Regions from separate parts of the Callithrix jacchus genome. Here region 2 is linked to region 1. Evidence: chromatin contacts called from public Hi-C data. All regions are on one chromosome and are shown on one strand. The core of a region is the stretch at or near the end of the contact, and the rest is flanking DNA. Distances in the headings are between cores, read along the strand shown. Region 1 overlaps JARID2 (jumonji and AT-rich interaction domain containing 2). Region 2 holds the start of JARID2 (jumonji and AT-rich interaction domain containing 2).

Region 1 (5,803 bases), core at 756-3,255:
CCAGAACAGAAAACGAACCCTTTCATTTATCCAAGTGTGAGTCTCAGAATCCCATTATATGCATTCCATGGAGTGTTAATTCAAGTATTGATACAGTGTTACTGTGTATTCTCCAATGATAATTAATAGTTTCCTAATCCTTCTCTTGTCACTAAATACTCTTCTTGAACTGCTGTTTTCTCATCTATCAGGAGTCAATGAGAAGATTTTCAACTATAAAAAAGTGTTTCTCAGCTTTTTCTATCTTGGGCCTTTCCCTCTGCTGGAAGAGGACTTTGAAGTTTTGTGGTGTATGTAATTCGTGAAGTTTTTATTTTCTACTTCATAAGTAGGTTTGCGTTTGCTTTAATAGAAAAATGGGTTGTTACAACCAAGTAAAAGCCTTAATTCTGACTAGTTTTTGATTTCTAGATGTTCTGTTTGGTTCTTTTCGAATGTTAGGTTACATTCAAATGTTAGTTTCAGTGTTTGTTCGGTGGTAGTTTCTGTGTTCACTTTCAGGTGTTAGTTTCCTGTTATGCAGATATTTTCAAACTTGGCTTTTATCTGTTTTAACATAGGCGAATGATTCAGATTACTGACTGACATTTTTCCAGTTTGACATCTGCTGGGTTTTCCTCATGGTGCTTCATTTCCCCTGAATGTGAAAAGTTATTTGGGGGGGATTCTTTGAGGCCTGAGATGAATAAACTCTCCTTACATAGGGTTCATGTTTGTTTTTGCTATATACCTTAAGAGTGTCATCAGTCCAACATTATTTAAACTCAATTCAGGTCTTGAGAGATGATTTTTGGATTCCAAATTGTCATGACCACCCCTTAAGTTTTTCAGCTTGTCAGGAAAGACATGCAGCCTGTGGGAATCCTAGCTTCATGTAAAAAAGTTGCCTCCTGTTAGAGCCGTATGTTAGGGCTTGGAGGGTGGTAGCATGCCACCTTCCCCGCCACTGCCAGTGCCAGGGAAATCAAGTTCAGGTTTGTTTGTGTCACAAGCACAAAAATGGGGTCGTTTCTCCACGGGTAGGTTTGGTTCCAGGTTTTGCTCTTAGATTTTCTGTCAGTAAATTGTTTATTTCATTGACACCTTTAATGACTTGCTTGAATATCTTGGCCTGCGGTATTCCTGAAAGGGACTCACGATGCCATGCTTTGCTACATTTAATTTTTAAATTTTAAGTAAATACATTTTATTTATTTGAAGTCGAGCAGATTAACAGTTTAAGCTGGTTGACACATTGGATTTTCAGTGCCCTGAGGATGAAGAATTCCAAATTTATCCTCAAACCAATCCGAAAGAGCAAACCAATCTCAAAGGTAGCAGAAAACACAGAAAAGCGTTGCTACATTTTACGGCTTCTAGTGAAATGGGGAAGGTTCCCTTGTCCCGCTCTCAGGGCTTGGGATGGGGGTGTGCCTCACTTCTTCAGTGCCCCTATGCTTATACCTCTAGGGGAGCATAGGTGCAGGCTGTGGGGCTCCAACCCCACGGCAGTGTCTAGGGGTGAATTTACAGCTGAAGGTCTGGGTGGGCATGTGTTAAAAGGGTTTTTTTTTTTTTTTTTTTTTTTTTTTTTTGAAAAACCACAGCAGTCACTTTATTCTTAAGTTGCGCTTTACAAAACCACAAGGGAGAAGTCCTCCTTGAGTGTGAGAGAGGGTTAGGGGGTTAGGGAGCGGGGGATGGCAGAGAATAGGAAGAGCAAGACCCAGAAACTAAGGCCCCTCCCGCCCCCCCAATCTTGGGGACCAAGCAGAGACTATGCCTCAGGCCAGCCCAGCAGGGCTTCCTGTGTCCTGGTTGTACAGAGCTAGACCAGAAGGCCTCGGGGAAAGGGCCATGGTCCTCCAGAGACTGCCTACATTTGAGGGACAGACCCAGGCCACTACTTCCTGTGCACAAAGAAGGAAGTGGGCCTCCGCTCCCATCCCCCAGGCTAAAGAAGGCAGCCTGAAGCAGGGGCGAGGGCTCCCCATCCAGCAGTTTCAGGATCCTCTCCGGATCCTTCAAAATCTTCCAGGCCTGGTCCTTTTCTTTCTTGGTGGAAGTCTGCTGCTTCTGTCAGGCAGCCATGGTCTCGTGAAGGGCATCCATGACCTCACTGTCAGCCATGTGCCCCTGCTGCCTCAGCTCCTGCCTCACCTCCTCCTTTGCCTGCCTCAGCAGCTTTTAGCTTGCTGTCTATATATGGCTTGTGCTCACTCAGTTAGACCCCCTTCCTTATCACAAGGACAGAGGGATTTTTGTGACCCATTGTTCCTTGCCTTGGTGTAATTGGATCACTCGTGGGCTTGGAGAATGAGTGCAAGGTTTTATTGAATAGAAGTAGCTCTCACCAGATGGGGGAGCCAGAAAGGAGATGGTTTTCCCTGAGGCCTGCTGGTCGATGGCTTGCCGGCCTGCCAGTGTTCTTCTGTGGCCTGCTCTCCACAGCCACATCGTGTGTCACACATCGTGTGTTGTTTTCCGCCGATGTGTTTCTCAGGACGTCCAGCTGCTTGTGTCTCTGCCTTTTTAAGGTCTCAGGTTTTTCGTTTTGATTTTTGCTTTTTTGACACAGAGTCTCTCTCCCTGCTAGCCCTGTCACCAGGGCTGGATTGCAGTGGCATGATCTTGGCTCACTGCAATCTCTGCCTCCTAGGTTCAAGTGACTCTCCTGCCTCAGCCTGCTGAGTAGCTAGGATTACAGGCGTGCACCACCATGCCGAGCTAATTTTGTGTGTGTATGTATTTGTTTTATTAGAGATGGGTTTTCACCATGTTGGCCAGGATGGTCTTGATCTCCTGACCTTGTGAACCACTTGCCTCCCAAAGTGCTGCGATTACAGGTGTGAGCCACTGCACCTGGCTGGTTTTCAAAGGCCCAGGGTAGGGGCGTGGCCGGGCAGGTTGATCGTGGAAAACAAAACATTTGGGCAGGAAGGCACAGGGCCTGTCCTCACCTAGGTCCCTGGGGGTAGAGCCCTAGTCACAGGCCACTCCCTTCATCTACCCAGCACTTCCTTTCCCGCCTTCCCTGTCATTTAAAGGGACCACACCGTTCTATGGCCAGCACTCCTGTGTAACTAGTTGCCATCCACCCTCATTGAAAGGCCCAGTTTGAGAAGCATGGGATTAGAAAAATCCCAGCGATCTGTTTCTAGGCTTCTAAGTCTAATGGTGTGGACCCCTGCTTGGATGGCTTTCCTTGTGAAGTTTTTTTTCCATGCTGATGTTTGTTATCTGTCTTTTTCCCATTCAGTTATAATGAGTTCAGTTTAGGGGAGAAGGAGATTCCAGTGGACTGTACTTCCCTGAGAGAGCGTTCGAGTGCTCACCTCGTCTCATAGGTCTTAGACTTACGGAGCTCTAAATGGGCCCCTCCCAGCATATCCAGGACTTTCTTAGAGCCTAATTAATTGCAGGCCACCCTGTCCTTTAGCTGTGTGCTGTTATGGTTTTATTGTTGAGTGCAGCATAGATTCTCCTGGGAAGCCCAGGGCTGCAAGGTTGTCTGTTCTCGTTGTGGTGAATGATTGAGTTCCCAAGCCAATTTCTGTTCCAGAGGGAGGTTGTTTGAGGGGCTGGTTGGGAATGGCAGTCTCTGCTGACCCCGTTGGGTAGTCTAGGTCATACTTCATGTTGTCATGCTGTGACTGGATTACGTCACACTTCATGAAACCTAAGCCTTCCTGTTTCGACTTGAAAGGCAGAGCCTGTGACTGCTTCACTGCCCATTCTCTAAGGTCTGTCCCATTTTCTGTCCAACTCAACCATACCATGAACCCTTGGCCTCAGTTCCTCATTCACACGCACTGTCTCTTAACACTTACTTTGTGAAAGTCCCGCCTTAAGCTAGTTAGTTACTGGGCTTGTCTATCTGCAGTGCTAATTTGTGTGACATTCCCTACTTCTAAAGTTGTATAACATAAAAATTAGAAGAAACACTTCTTTAAAAAAAGGACTTTTGCCGGGTGCAGTGGCTCACACTTTTAATATCAGCACTTTGGGAGGTCGAGGCGGACGGATCACCTGAGGGCAGGACTTTGAGACTAGCCTGGCCAATATGGTGAAAACCCATCTCTAGTAAAGATACAAAAAAATTAGCCGGGTGTGGTGGCGAGTACTTGTAATCCAGCTACTTGAGGGTGAGGCAGGAGAATCGCTTGAAACCAGAAGGCAGAGGTTGCAGTGAGCGGAGATCACTTCACTGCACTCCTGTTTGGGCGAAAGAGCTAAACTCTGTCTCAAAAAAAAAAAAAAAAAGGAGGGACTTTTTTCTCTACCCACTTAAGTTCAGTTTTGGGGAGTCTACTAAATGGATGCAAGATGGATTAGCAAGAAGAAAAAAAGACAGATTTGAGTTAACAACGAAATGTGACTCTTAGGAGGTTAGAATTTACCATCCTAATGGGGTGTGGGGTGGGGGGGAAGGCAATTCTGGGAGGACAAATGAATTGTTAGAAAGGGTGGAGAAAGCCCACTTAGGAAGAACAAGTGAATTTTTGGAAAGATAAGTGGGCCTTTAGCAGAATAGATAGAAGATAGAATATTTTTGTGTCAGTGTCTGTCAGTTGCCCCCAGCAAGGGGATTTATGACGTTCGAGTTCTTTTGGGAGGCTCTGCTTTTAGGCAGATAAAGAATTTAAGGAACTCAGATGCTGTTTAGCTCAAAATAATCTTTATGCCGGAATGGCTAATTCTGGACCCTTTTAAGACCAAAGAGATAGACTTGAGGAAGAAGCAGTGAAAATAGATTACTATTGTTTTTCAAACCTACAAGTTCCCCAGGGTGAATGTCTTGGGGCCTGTTCTTGGTATGAGGTTATTATAGCTGCTTTCTGAGAGTATTTTGGACATGGGTGGGGGATGGGGTGGGGAGGAAGCTTGAAGTGTCCAGCTGCACGTGTTCTCATTTACAAATTGCTGGAGCTGGGGCCTCAGTGACCCTCCCCAGTACTGATGTATAGCTGGGAGTGTGGAGTTTGGCAGTGAATTGACACGGTTAAAGATGGATGCCTCTTTGATCACAGGGAGACCATTAGGGCATGTTTAGACTGGCAGAATTGGAGAGTTGCATTATAAAGAGAGTAGTTATGCATCTCCCCCTCCCAGCACCTGTCACCCACATCTTTATGAACATGATTCTGCATTTGCCCAGTTGGCGGGCATAGGCACTGTGCTGAAGCCGGCAGTGAGGGAGGTGTACATACTTAGCTTTTCTCATCTGTGAATTGCAGAGTGGAGAAGCATGGAGTTAATTTCCATGATTCCTCGGCATATCATTGTTCCTGACCAAGTTGAACAAAATGTGACTATTTTTCTTACAGTTCCAACTCCTTTGCTTTCGTGGTTCCTTCTTACAGCGCCCCCTTAGAAGATCCTTTCGACAAATGTTACCTTTTCTCTCTTGAGTGGTGGCTTGCCTTCCTGTGGTGGTGCAGTATAGCTTGAAAAGAGCTAGGAATCGGGTTCCCTCCACAGTATGCTTCTCTCTGCTGCACTGAAAGTTTATTATGGTTTCGGGCAGTAGAACAGGGGAGAATGGAGCTGTCAGAAAACCCAGCTACAGTGCCTCTCATAGGAAGCATCATCAACATTAATTACTGCAGGTGCGAGAGGACTCAGTGAAGCTGGGCCTGAGCCTGGGTGAAAGGTAAGAGTTTGGATGTTACTCATTTAAAAAGTCTTTAGCTCAAAATTCCTATCAATGGCTGCCTTGGTAGTGGAGGTTTCTAAGTGTGTTGCGGGGGTCTCTGCCTTCCTCCTGTACTTGCACCCCTGCTGCCATGTTTTGTTAGGCTCTTGTAGAGTGTATTCTCTCCCA
Region 2 (5,094 bases), core at 1,995-4,494, 190 kb before region 1:
CGATGAATGTTTTGGAGCTTCGGAGGGTATGAGAAGTAAACAACATCATCTCTGACTTTAGTGAGTTTCGTTTTTATTTAGAGAGAACTGGAATCGTTAAAAGTGGAGAACGTAAGCAAACAGGATGCGATGCAAAGGGGTGAAATATGCACTTTCCTTAAGTATGTATGTGAACCCCTCCACATACTTCAAAACTCCTTCACACCTAGTCATCTCAGCCATGTGTTCTTTTTTTTTTTTTTTGAGATGGAGTTTCACTCTTGTTACCCAGGCAGGAGTGCAATGGTGTGATAGAGGCTCACCACATCCTCCTCCTCCTGGGTTCAGGCAATTCTCCTGCCTCAGCCTCCTGAATAGCTGGGATTACAGGCACGCGCCACCATGCCCAGCTGATTTTTTGTATTTTTAGTAGCGACGGGGTTTCACCATGTTGACCAGGATGGTCTTGATCTCTTGACCTCGTGATCCACCTGCCTCGGCCTCCAAAGTGCTGGGATTACAGGCTTGAGCCACTGAGCCCGGCCTTAGCCATGTGTTCTTTTTACCTTCTTTTCTACATTGCTGATATAGTACTTTGTGGAGATATCACAATCCATTGTAAACTCTGCCTTTTTTTTTTTGAGATGGAGTCTTGCTTTATTGCCAGCTAGAGTGCAGTGGCACGATATCTCAGCTGCCTCTGACTCCTGGGTTCAAGCAATTCTCCTGCCTCCCCAGTAGCTGGGACTAGAGGCGGACACTACCATGCCCAGGTAATTTTTGTATTTTTAGTAGAGATGGGGTTTTACCATGTTGGCCAGGATGGTCTCGATCTATTGACCTCGTGATCTGTCTGCCTCAGCCTCCCAACGTGCTGGGATTACAGGCGTTAGCCAATGCACCTGGCGAATTTTGCCTCTTCTGAGCTGTGTGCTTCTTCGAAAAGGACTTTTGAGCTTCCTGTATCCTTAGGAATGAGGACAGTGCTGGCATACAGTCTAACAGAATCAACATACCTAGACATGTTCTCACCCCTGCCCCTCCAATTGAAGAGGTCAAGGCTTTGAGATGTGAAAATCAGCAGGAGAAAGAGTGCATTTGACTTACAGAAAATGAAAAAGAGGAGGAAAAAGCAAGGAAAGCCTTGGATGGCCTTGCCAAGATGGTAGGGGGAGGAAGTTCATTAGGAGTAGTCTATTTCCACAACAGGAAAGACTTTCAACCGCTAAGAAGGCCAATCTTTTTCCCTTTCAGGGAAAACAACACTAATATTATTCAAATCTTTTGGAAATGAGCAAATTCCTTCCTTTCCCCTGCCCTGAGGCCTCAACTTCACACAATGGTTTCTCACACCAGGTGACCCAGAGCTGGTAGTCTGGAAGGGGAGTTTGCCGGCCCAGGACCGAAAAGTCCAGTCTCCAGGGCTAGTTAGGGGAACCCAGAAGAAACCCACCTTTGTTCATTAATATTTGCCTGGGGAATGAGAGATCTGCGTTAAACTTACAGAAAGCTGTTTAAAATGTTAACAACGTGGAGATGTGGAGATTCCCAGTATGCCAGTCCTATTGATCAGAGTCTTTTGAAAACACCTTGGGTGGCCCTACTGGAGTCTGCCCCATTGGATCCTTCCCAGGAAATGGCACCAGCGAACAGAACAAGTTTTGCAGTATTCAGGGCACAAAAGGTCATTTATTTTTCCGATTTTGAAGTGAACATGAGACAATTATTTGATTTCAGATTTTTTGATAAGGTAAAATAATAACTAAAAACCCTTCCGAAAAGGCGTTTTATTTCGTTTACCAAAAGCTTCCAGTAACGTGCCTAGCTTTAAGCTAGGTTAGTTATTTATCATATAATCCTCCCCACAGGTTTGATCACCACTAATTCGCAGATGAGGAAACTGACAAGCTCAGAGAGGCTCTCCGCTGCCATGTGAATCCAGGTCTGGTCTCTCACCTCGGGTTTCTGAGACCTTTCTAGACACCATGGTTATCTCTTCAAACACTGCTGCAAGTAAACAACTGTGTGACCCGAGTATATAGACTTTTGAAGTCTAGGGAATTGGTAGAATAAAATATACGGGTGTGCCTCCGTGGGAGCGCTTCTGCCACGTTTCATTCCAAGGCTAGCCTGAGAATGGAAGACGCTGCTCCTCTAAAACCACAGCGAAAAACAAGGAAATTAACAAGGCAGAATGGCAATGCGAGACTTGACGAAGTTGTTAATAAGGCGAAGGCCCAAAGCGGTACGCCAGGGCCTGCTACTTCATTTATTTCAGCGATTAAACGAGCACGACAGGGGGCTGGCTGGAGGCAGGTAAAAAGCAGGCTCTCCCGTGGCCCGGGCACTTGATATTCCTGGCACTCAGTGTTCGAGATGCTTCCTTACAGTGTGTCTGTGCGGCTCGGTCTCCATATTCCACTCATTTTTACCTCAGCATTTTGCGGTATTTTATCACAAAATCCGCCTGGCAAAGCAAAGATCCCGCCCAGTCTCTTTAAACATAGCTCTTTTCTCGGGAGGCAGCAGCCAGGGCTTCACTCCCGAGCCACCAGGGACGTCCTCCTCGCGGGTCGGGCGGAGGCGCTTTCGCGACCGCGGAGCCACGTGGCGAGCCCAGGCGTGGGGGGGGCGTGGCCCTTCCACGAGGCGACCCCGGCCACCGCCTACCCTGCGCGTGCGGGTGTGCGCTGCTGCGGGGCGCGGAAAGGGTGACCTGGGACTACCCCAGGCGCCCGCAGCACGCTCTGTACACAGACGCGAGGCGCTGTCCTGAGGTGACACCGGCTGCACTGCACAAGCAGCAGGCGCCGCCGATCAACTAGTTCGCACCGAGGATTCCTCTTGGTGCGTGGCCCAGTTTTCCTTAGGACGGGCTCCAACCCCTCCCTGACACCGCCCCCCTCGCCGCCACGCTCCGAGGCCTTCCCCGGGGAAGCCTCGCGTCCCTCCCCCGCGGCTCTGGGGGGCGCGCGCGCGATTCCTCGATTCCACAGGCGGTTAGCGCCGCGGGTGGGGGTAGGGCGCGCGGGGAGGGGGCCGCCATGGGAGGGGGGCCGGAGGGGGGCCGGCGTGGGGAGTTCCTCGCTCGCGGACCACACGCTCCGCGGGCCAATCCCGAGCCAGCCTCTAGCAGTGTCGCACGCGGGACACGTCCAAGCGTTTGTTGGCACGGTCGGTGAGGGGGAGGGGGCCGAGGGAGGGAGGGGAGTTGAGTGACAGTCTTTGCGGGGCAGGCTGGGAATTGTAGTTCCCAGCTTCCGTGGCCATAGCCATTTTGTAGTCGGGGGACTACAACTTCCAGAAGATCAAGGGGACCATTCTAAGGTGCCCCGGGAATAGGCGGCTCTCCCCGGGGCCGGGCGCCTTGGGGCACTCGTACCCAGCAGCCCGGCTGCAGGTAGACGCGAGGGCAGTGGCGAGTGCTGGCGTGGGGCGGCCGTGGGGTGAGCGGCAGGCAGGGGAAAGGGGGTGAGGTGGAGCGACGGAGCGTGCCATGCATTGAGCTAGGGAGCCTCTCTCAATTTCACGCCTGTGCTCGGCGTGGGAGCGACGCCCAGGGCTTGCCTGGGAGGGGTTCGTCGAGGCCGCTCGGGTGTCTGGTTGGCCAGGCTGCGGGGGTGCCCTGGCCTGGGCCAGGGGCGGTCGGCACCGGGCTAAGCGGGCGCCTGGCGGCCGAGCGGTGGGAGTTTTCGGCTGGCGCCCGGCGGGGAATTACCCGAGGAGCCCTAACTTGTATAAAAGCAGAGTCCATTTAAAGTTGGGCTGGATAGCCTCTCTCTCATTGGTTAGGGGGCTTGGAAAAAAGACTCGGCGAGCCCTCGCTGTGGTGCTGCCGCCGCCGCCGCCGCCGCCGCTGGAGTTGACTCTTCTGCTCGCACTGCTGCTGCAGCACAAACGTGACTTCCAACATTTTTTATTTATCTTTCCCTTTTCTTTTCCAAGATGTAACTACGGATCAGACACTAAGGACCTTCACGTTTCGCTGATGTAGTTTTTGGAGGAAAAAGGGGGGGGAGTGAAGGGCGTCGGTTTTTTTTTTGTGTGTGTGTGTATGTGTTTCGGGGGAAATTTTCCATTATGAGTGTTTTACTAAAGTGAATTTTTTTTTGTTTGCTTCGTTCGTCTTTGGCTCTTTTTTTTTTCCTTCCCAATTTCGGATTTATTTCAAGGCGAATCTGGCTTTGGGGGAAGAGGAAGAAAAGTCGGATTACAAGATCAACCACCACCAACAACAATAAAAACCACCAGGATATTTTTTTGCAAATTTCTGACGGCTTTAAATTCATGAAGCAATTGTCCCCTTTTGCAATCAGCATTTGGATCTCAGAATGAGCAAGGAAAGACCCAAGAGGAATATCATTCAGAAGAAATATGTAAGTGCTCCTAACAACACATCCTTTGACTTGCAGTTTTAAGCAATGGCTGTGAATGTCAAGTTTATAGATAATTCTGCAGCTGAAGGGTTTTAAACACAGCGTCCGATAAGGCTGTTTCTTTCTTTTCTGAAAGAGGGCTTTTCAAGCAAAGTGGTGTCTGCCTAGTTTGGCTGAAAAAACAGATTGGTGTAGAGATACCTCAAGTAAATAAATTGACCTCGAATGACACAACCATAATCTAGTTTTAGATGAAAGGCAAGGGATTTTGGTGGAGCTTGAGGTGGCGGGGGCTTCGGTAATGTAACTAAACTGCATTCTCCAGCGGATTTGGCCCCATATTGCACTTTGCATGCAAATGAGCCTGTGTTATTATTATTAATGTTATTTGGAAAAATCGTGTAACGCGTGTTTGTTGGAAGCCCTTTAAGTTGCAATCGAGGGTCCGATTATGGCGATCTTCTCTTTGCACTGGCACATTAAATTTAATGTCTGTGGTCATTTTGGCTTATCTGGTTTGCAACATAAACCAGTTGGGAATCATGTTACAGCGAAAGCATTTGTTGGGTTTGACTTTAATTTAATAATGAGGCTGGTTTTGTTTGAAAAATTCATGATTTCCAGTTCTAGGGGAAAAGGGCACACACTATGGCTAATGTTTTTAAGTGTGTATGAATGCATATGTAAGTAACTACAAGTCATTTTTTCTTAACTGGGCTTCTGAAATTCGGTGATTATT

The links. A called contact is a pair of places that touch in the nucleus more often than the background predicts.
Region 2: a contact with region 1 is called in a Hi-C map of skeletal muscle, with 4 times the contacts expected there. The contact joins the promoter of JARID2 here to the enhancer-like site in region 1. A contact is called at or near these places in 2 of 3 Hi-C or Micro-C datasets (both in skeletal muscle).

Annotation. Positions count from the first base shown.
Region 1 is chr4:15,295,238-15,301,040 of calJac240_pri, reverse strand. All of the region lies in intron 3 of JARID2 (jumonji and AT-rich interaction domain containing 2), which reads left to right. Among named protein-coding and RNA genes, the nearest start is that of JARID2, 190 kb to the left of the region's middle. Within about 2 kb of position 2,005, at least 2 of the 16 cell types and tissues checked have an H3K27ac peak or open chromatin away from gene starts, as enhancers often do. A contact at or near this core is called in skeletal muscle, where this site is marked.
Region 2 is chr4:15,487,180-15,492,273 of calJac240_pri, reverse strand. JARID2 (jumonji and AT-rich interaction domain containing 2) reads left to right here and starts at 3,244. Exons shown (of 18, transcript XM_078368303.1): 1 at 3,244-3,379; 2 at 4,152-4,355.